Regions from separate parts of the Mus musculus genome. Here region 2 is linked to region 1. Evidence: chromatin contacts called from public HiChIP or PLAC-seq data. All regions are on one chromosome and are shown on one strand. Each heading gives the region's core, a stretch centred on a gene start, on an enhancer-like site or on the middle of the called end of the contact. The rest is flanking DNA. Distances are from core to core; before and after follow the strand shown. Region 1 holds the start of Cdh3 (cadherin 3). Region 2 holds the start of Nip7 (NIP7, nucleolar pre-rRNA processing protein).

Region 1 (4,068 bases), core at 977-3,476:
GGCTTCCTTCTGCCCTCCCCCCATCTCTTCATAGGAGATCCTTACAGATGGGCTACTGCCATCCACATTCCGTGGAATCTGGGGACTTGAACTTGGGACTTACCAAAGCACATTATCCACTGAGCCTTCTCCTTTAGTCTAGTCCTTTTTTTTTGAAACAAAGACTCACTATGTAGTGTAGGCTGTCTTTGAACTTGCAGTAATCATCTTGCCTCCACACCCCGAGCAGGGATTAAAGGCACACCCCTCTCCTGGCTCTAGTACAGTACTTTCAGAGGGTAGGTATCAAAATAATCCCAGTGACAGCTGAATAGCCTCAGTAAGAGGTGGGACCCGAGTCTAAATCCCACACAGTAAATCGAGTAGAGCCAATGCTTGCCTGATTACATCATAAGTTCTACTGCTCAGCCAGAGACTTGGGTAGAAAGGACAGGTAGGTACAGGTTAATACTTGAAGGCAAACAAAACAAAACAAACATAAACTTCTAAAGCTGAGCTAGCTGGAGAAAAAGCATCATCCTGGGATTCTCTGGAGAGCAATGCAAGATGAGGCGCACTCGGAGAATGGGGGTGGGGGGATACGTTGGTTCAGAAGGCTTGTCTCATCCAGGGCTGAGGCTGCAGCTCAGCAGTGGAGCACTTACTTGCCTGGCAGGTGTGCAAGGTCATGCGTTCAATCTCCAGCATTGCAGAGAGGAGGGGCAGGGGATGGGGGAGAGATGCCTTTACAGGGAAAGGGCACGGGGAATGGGGCCGTTGGAACCTGTGCATGGGGTGGCAAGTCTTAGTACTAGGTACAAGGTCTTAGTACTAGGAAGGTAGAGGCAGGAGAATCGGAAGTTCAAGGCCATCCCAGGTGCATAGTTTCAGGCCAGCCTGAGACACATTACACTTTTTTTAAAAAGTCATCATTGTTAAGCTGGTCATTGTGGGTCATTGTCTTTTATTCCAGCAGTTAGGAGCCAGAGACAGAAGGTTTGAATGAATTCAAGGCCAGCCTGAGACTACAATGTGAGAGTCTGCCTCAAAACAAAAGAAAAAAAAAAAAAAACCACACAAACAAGCAAACACAAAAAACGGACAAAGGAGATGGTTTAGCAGGTAAAGCACACTGGAGAAATGGCTCAGAGGTTAAGAACACTGGCTGCTCTTGCAGAGGTCCTGAGTTCAATTCCCAGCAACCACATGGTGGCTCACAACCATCTGTAATGGGATCTGATGCCCTCTTCTGGTGTGTCTGAAGACAGCGACAGTGTACTCACATAAAATAAATAAATACATAAATAAGTGTTAAAAAAAAAAGTTTGGGCCCAGCAGGTAATGCACAATCCTAACGACCTGAGTTCAATCCCAGAATCCATTTAAAGGAGGAAGGCGAGAACCAACTCCACAAAGTCGTCCTCTGACCTTCACATGTGTGCGATGGGCCATTCATACATGACAATAATAAATAACGCAAAAATCTCCATTGTTTGCATTTAACATAAAATTAAGGAAACAATTATATTTGGAGAAAGAAAACATTTATATTGGGGGTGCCAGAAATAATGGGGCTGATAACAAATAGCTTGTGCCCTACCTCAAGCCCTTTGAAGTTACTATGGCTTCCAAACTCTGGGACTTTCTGTACTAGCTGCCTTCCATTTGTCCAGCTGCAAACGGAAGTTACTATTCTCTCACACGTGTATCAGATCGCGTAGCGCGGTCCTTTGAGACCTCGATGCCACTTTTAAAACCCGGGAGCGCTCCCCCGCCCCCGCCCCTGCCCCTCCCCGGCCTAGTGTGGGAGGTAGAGAAAGTGGCAGAGGGCAGACCCCTCTGTAGCGGGTGTAAAGACACGCCCTGCCTTCATCAAAGCTTTGAACACAGCGCCTCCGGTAGCATGAATGGGGAGCCTCTGTTTTTTTGTCGGGTTTCAGATGCGTCTCCACTTTTTTTCCGTTGTAGCTGCCAGCAATGGAATATTTGTCTTCCCGTGCTGCAGAGGCTGAGGTGGAGTGGATTGGGGGGTTTTGTTTTGTTAGATTATTTTCCATCGAAGCCAGAGACTGCGAGAGCCACGGGGTACCTTTCAGAAGTAGTTCCAGAAGAGCAGGGAGGCCGGTGGAGGGCACCAGGGAGGACCTTTAGGGCTTCGAGAGTGCCTTCGGCAGGCTGGCCTCGACCCCACCTGCGAGGGGGCGGGACCTTGTGACGTTGGACCAATCAGCAGCTACCTGAGCGCACCTGGCCTCCTCCCGCGGGCTCCAGCGAGCCGCGGTGCTCAAAGCTGCACCCGGAGCTTAGCAGAGCGCGCCCCACCGTCGCGGCAGCCTTCTCACCTCCCTTCAGTTATGGAGCTTCTTAGTGGGCCTCACGCCTTCCTGCTCCTCCTGCTCCAGGTACCACAGTGCTTTGCCATGGTCCTGACCCGGATTGTTCCCTGGAGGGCGGGTGGGGTTCTCACGCTGCGGGCGTCGGGGGAATCTTAGGGCTGTGCTCCTTGGGGCCAAGGTTGTCCCGGAGGGCCCCCCCCCCAGGACTCCCAAGAATGGGTGTACAGAACCAGGCATGCCTGTGACTCAGCCTCCTCTTTAACCCTTCTACCCTCACACTCAGGTTTGCTGGCTACGCAGCGTGGTCTCCGAGCCCTACCGAGCGGGCTTCATCGGGGAGGCTGGAGTGACCTTGGAGGTGGAAGGAACTGACCTGGAGCCGAGCCAAGTTCTGGGGAAAGGTAAGACCCCTCCCGGAGCCAGCCTGGATGGAGCCACAGTGCGGAAGACCACACGTGCTTCGCTTTACTGTGGCGCATCGGAAGGTTGTCTAGAGCAGAGCTGGGACGTCTTGGAGCCACCCCACATCCTCGGGAGGCGTAGAAAGTGGCTCCCGGGCTGGGCTGGGCGCGAGAAGGCTGAGCAACGGTGCGCCTACTAACGTCCAGCTCTTCTGTGCCTCGCTGCTACTGTTGTTGCTTATCTTGACCTCTCGGTGCCTCGCGGCTGAGCCCCTCACCCAGCCCCGACGTGGAAAACTCTCCCGCCCCGCCACAGTAGAGGAATGCGCAGTGCACATTCCTCCCGCAACCCCCGCGCAGGTGTGGAGATGAACCGTGCCCTGAGCAGCCCCCTTCGCCCCTTCTCTGGCCCCCTTTGTGAACCGTGCTTTGTGTCTCCGACAGACAGACCCGGTCTGTTTCTCTTCTCCAGGCTGCCCTCCCCGCCCCCCTTCTTCCCGGGCAGCTGGAATGCACTCTTAACCCTGCCATTCCCGGAGGGCCTGCGCCCCTGCAGCCTGCCTGCGAATGGCCTGGCACACCTGGGCGGAGGGCATCACGCACCGGGAACACTAGGTCCCTCACTCCAAGCGTCTTGGTACTAGGATGTTAATTACTTGAGTCGCGGGGGAAGGGGGGAAGGCAGTCTGTGTCCCAAGCCGACCAGTGAGTGAGCGAGCGAGCGATCAAAGCACATTTTGATCTTTCTGTTGCGATTTTCTCCACTCAAGTTCAAAAACTTAAAAGTGGAGGGTCATTTCGGTACTGAGAACCACCAGTGTGTCATGAGACTCGGGCATCTATCAGCTGGTTAGCGGGCTCTTTGACTACAGAGGACAGTGGGATTTTTCTCGGGAGTTTAAACCCAAGTTGTTAAACTCGGATCCTTAAGTAAAGTTCCAGAGAACGTGGGAAGGGAATCTCTAGTTTCTGCTGACTTCCAAAAAGCATCTGCCACCTAGCATTTTCTAGTGCTTCTCACTCCAGGTCCACACGTCCACAGCTTGAATATGGGGGTGTCCACGCTGAGAAGCAGAATGACTTTCCTTTGTTTCTCCAAAAGAAAAGTGAGACCCTTGTGTCTGTAGAACGCCTTTTTTAAAAAAAAAATTTTTTTTTTCCTCAAATAACTCTGCAGATTGACAAAACAATTAACACCCAGGCTAGGCTAGGTTCCTTAAAGGCTTGGCTGTAGGGAGCCGGAGCCTAGGCAGTAAGAGGCCATGCCTCATAAACTTTAAATTCTTGCACATGGGTTTATTACTGGCGGGCTAACAAACTGCAACTGAGCCAACCTGTAAAAATGTTAACTT
Region 2 (4,068 bases), core at 837-3,336, 550 kb after region 1:
AAGCTGTCCTCTGACTTCCACATCAACATGGTGGTACCCCTCCCTCCATGTCATTTTAAAAATGGCTTGTAGATTTATATTGGCTGCCCAGACTGTCAACATTTGGGACTGAACTGCTCTAGGTCTCACGAAGGAGGTCTATGTTACGGCAAGGTACTTGGCTTCTCTGGACCTGTCTTTTCATTGGTGTGAATGTTAGAGACAGGCAAGATGGCATGTATGTAAGACCTTACATAAAGTAAATGTATGGAAAGCGTCTACAAATCCCTTACTAGCTGGACTTAAGGCTGGAGAAGTGGCTCTGTGATCACTGCTCTTGCAGGGGACCCCAGCTTAGGTCCCAACACATATACCTAGTGGCTCACAACCACCTATAATTCTAGTCCCAGGATATCTGACACCCTCTTCTAACCTCCTTTGGGCACATATGGTGCACAGACATACATGCAGGTGAGATACACATTTTAAAGTAGCTACTAATATTTTTCTAATAGAGCACTAACCACTCTATAAGCCACACTTTTGCCCTAAGATTCTTCAGGTCTTCATGTTATGTGCTGCTATGTATCTTTCGCGCTCCCACTTAAACTTTCTCCACTTTTCTATAGTAATTCCAGAAACTCGCTTTATGCAGTCCTGAATCTCTTTTCAGACATATGGGGTACACAACCTGTTTTTAATATCCAAGCTTCCAAAGAAAAATTGACCTGCTGGATAGCAGAACTAAGTGTATTAGATCGAGGGCCTAGAAATGTAACATAGCTTAAAAAGGAAATGCTTTTTGACAACCTACAATGACAAATAGGATCTGTCAGCTTCCTATCGATGGACATTTTGAAGCTGAGCACCTCCAGCCCACATTTATATAGGGTTAACTATGTCAGGCTCAATGAACTGCCTTGCATAATTTTATTTATTTATTTATTTTTGGTTTTTCGAGACAAGGTTTCTCTGCATAGCTCTGGCTGTCCTGGAACTCACTCTGTAGACCAGGCTGGCCTTGAACTCAGAAACCCGCCTGCCTCTGCCTCCCAAGTGCTGGGATTAAAGGCGTGCGCCACCACCGCCCGGATGCATACATTTTTTAGTTTGTTTGAATGTCTCATGTAGCTCAGGCTGTCCATGAATTCAATACTCAGACTAGGATGATGACTCTGTGACTCGAATACTGGGATCACAAGTGTCAATAAGACTGGCTGAATGTTTATTATTTAAACAACAGCCTATGAGGGAGTAGTGGACTCCTAGCTTCCAATTCTTGGAAACTTACTAGCTGTGTTCTTGGACAAGTCACTTCACTTCGACTTCCTCGTCTGTAAAATAATGACGCTACCTACCTAGATGGCTGCTGTGAAGTTTAAGTGGATTAACAAGGCAATCAGGAGAGAGCCCTGTACACTACGCTTGGGTCATGACGATAGCGTCCTGGCAGATACAATGACGCGCCCGTCCCCATCAGGCCAGCCGCACCTGCAGCTCTGCTGGAAGCGGGGCAGACGGTCGAGCAGGCGCCCGAGGGACGCCTCCACGTCGCCGAAGAGCCGGTGGATGCGCTCGGTGCACTCGGCCCCGCGAATGAACGTCTTGTAGTTGGCGAAAGCCAGGTCGCGCGTCTGCTGCAGCCGCTGGGCCCGCTCTTCCGCCAAGCGCTCGGGTTCGCGCCGCAGCCGGTCCAGCCCGGAGCCGCTCAGCTCCCGGAGGTAGCGGCCCACGTCGGGCTTCTCACGCCACTGAGCTTCGGGGAAGCGGTCCCGGAATAGCGACGCCAGGAGGCCCTCATCTTCCACCTCCCCCAGCGCGACGGCCGTGGCTGTCGTCGTGGCCGAAGCGGTCGTGGAGGGCTGGAGAGGGAGAGCGGCCGCCATCTCTCAAGCACGGTACCGTCACTTCCTCTTCAGAGCCGGTTTCGCTCCTGGGAAACGGAAACGATTGGGGGAAACATTTCCCGTCTCTATGGTTTCTCATCTAGCCGGCTTTCGGTCCCCGGAAGTCCGCCACGGTAGGCGGCGGCTGCGCAAAGATCACGGAGAATTAGGCTAGAGAGACACGCGTTCGTGGACCCCAGGAAGTGGGCGGGTGGGAAAGTGACTTCCGCTTCCGGCTCTCCAGGCACGAGGATTCCCGGGAGCCAAGCAAGCGGCAAGATGAGGCCCTTGACTGAAGAAGAGACCCGGGTCATGTTTGAGAAGATCGCGAAGTAGTAAGAACTGGAGAGGCGGATGAGGGACGGGCGTGCGGGGAGTGGGGATGCGGCTCCGGGGCGGGACGGTCCCGGCTCAGACGCTGGTCTTGTTGCCCTCAGCATCGGAGAGAACCTTCAACTCCTAGTGGACAGACCCGACGGCACGTACTGTTTCCGGCTGCACAACGACCGAGTGTACTATGTGAGGTGAGGTGGGGCGTGCTGCCCACTGCGTGGCGGGCTGGAGGCGTGCATCCATCCCTGGTCGTCACCGGGTACCTTCCTCCCGCGCCCCTGTAGTGAGATGATGCTGAAGCTGGCCGCCAACATCTCCGGAGACAAGCTCGTGTCGCTGGGGACGTGTTTTGGGAAGTTTACCAAGACCCACAAGTTCCGCTTGCACGTGACAGCTCTGGATTACCTGGCCCCCTATGCCAAGGTACGTTGTGGGGGCCTGGTCTCCAGGTTGCCATCCGGGATGAAGTCCCGGGTGACGGCGGCCAGGTCAGAGCACAGATTCTTTCCAACGAGTTTCTGGACAGCGTCAGCCTAAGAAGTTGTTTGTCGATATTGCTGCTTGGACACGTTTAGGAAGGGTTATGGCCATGGAGCTGCATAGCCTAGTTGTCTACAGGAAAACAGGCCTCCACCGTGTCAGCTGGATCTCAGAAAGCAGAGACGAAGACACAAGTGCCAGTGGTGAGGGTGATCCTAGGGTCCAAGGGGAAAAAAAAAGGAAATTGCTGATTATGTGAGCATTTCGATGTAAGGTTGAATTTCGATGTTAGGTTGAGGAAGGAACTCCATGGTGAAAGATCAAAAATTGGGGTATCCCAGCACTTGGGAGGCAGAGACAGGCGGACTTCTGAGTTCGAGGACAGCCAGGGCTACACAGAGAAACACTGTCTCAAAAAAAAACAAAAAACCCACAAACAAACAAAAACAAAAAAGTGGGGGGGGGGTCCAAACAACTTAAAGGTTCCCCACCTCTCCTTAAACTCGGAAGCAGCTGCTAATCCGCATTTAGGGATATAGCCCAACATCCTTGTGTCTTGGCTTTTAACTCTCTTTCAGTATAAAGTGTGGGTAAAGCCGGGAGCAGAGCAGTCCTTCTTGTATGGAAACCATGTGTTGAAATCCGGTCTGGGTCGAATTACTGAGAACACATCTCAGTACCAGGGAGTGGTTGTCTATTCCATGGCGGACATTCCTCTGGTGAGTAGCCACGGTAGCCATCCATCACGGCAAATGCCAGGTACCCACTGGAAAGGATGAAGTTTCAGTCAGCAGCTCGGAGACTGACTTCTTGGCTCCTTTCACAGTTCTCAAAGATACAGCTGTTTCAATATAGTTTTTGTTTTGTTTTGTTTCCTTATAAATGAATGTCTGTTCTTTCAATTCCAGGGTTTTGGGGTGGCAGCAAAGTCTACCCAAGACTGCCGAAAAGTGGACCCCATGGCAATTGTGGTGTTCCACCAAGCAGACATTGGGGAGTACGTACGCCATGAAGAGACACTGACTTAGGACGGTCATTCCAAGAACATTTTGCTGTGTGAGAGGACTTAGCTTTGTTTCCTGTGTGCGGCCATCAGATTAAATCTGGACAACACTGAGATACGCAACTTGGGTTCTTATCAACAGAAATGGCGTGAAAACAGGGTCTCTGGCCCTCTAGAGTCAAAAGCAGGTGGATCACAAGTATAAGGCCAGCTCAGGCTACTTGGAGAGTTCAAGGCTAGCCTGGGCTACATAGTGAGCCTTGTCTCAAAAATCTAAAACAGACAAACCAGAACCTGAGAGTGTTTTGTGTGAGTAAATAGAGTGTTTCTGTTTTGTGTCTGCGTCGTCTTTGTTTGGATCAGAAGACTTGCTCTGAGTGATGGTTT

The links. HiChIP or PLAC-seq counts read pairs in DNA pulled down with a chosen protein or histone mark.
Region 2: a contact with region 1 is called in an H3K4me3 HiChIP or PLAC-seq map of bone marrow-derived macrophages, with 2.5 times the contacts expected there. The contact joins the promoter of Nip7 here to the promoter of Cdh3 in region 1. A contact is called at or near these places in 1 of 39 promoter capture datasets (the SN4741 cell line) and 1 of 115 datasets of contacts at active chromatin or transcription factors (bone marrow-derived macrophages).

Annotation. Positions count from the first base shown.
Region 1 is chr8:106,508,626-106,512,693 of GRCm38.p6, forward strand. Cdh3 (cadherin 3) reads left to right here and starts at 2,227. Exons shown (of 16, transcript NM_001037809.5): 1 at 2,227-2,381; 2 at 2,599-2,716. The coding sequence starts at 2,334.
Region 2 is chr8:107,054,791-107,058,858 of GRCm38.p6, forward strand. Nip7 (NIP7, nucleolar pre-rRNA processing protein) reads left to right here and starts at 2,087. Exons shown (of 5, transcript NM_025391.2): 1 at 2,087-2,200; 2 at 2,303-2,389; 3 at 2,483-2,621; 4 at 3,257-3,397; 5 at 3,587-4,068. The coding sequence starts at 2,145. The coding sequence ends at 3,706. It overlaps Cog8 (component of oligomeric golgi complex 8), which reads right to left and starts at 1,947. Exons shown (of 5, transcript NM_139229.4): 1 at 1,471-1,947. The coding sequence starts at 1,865.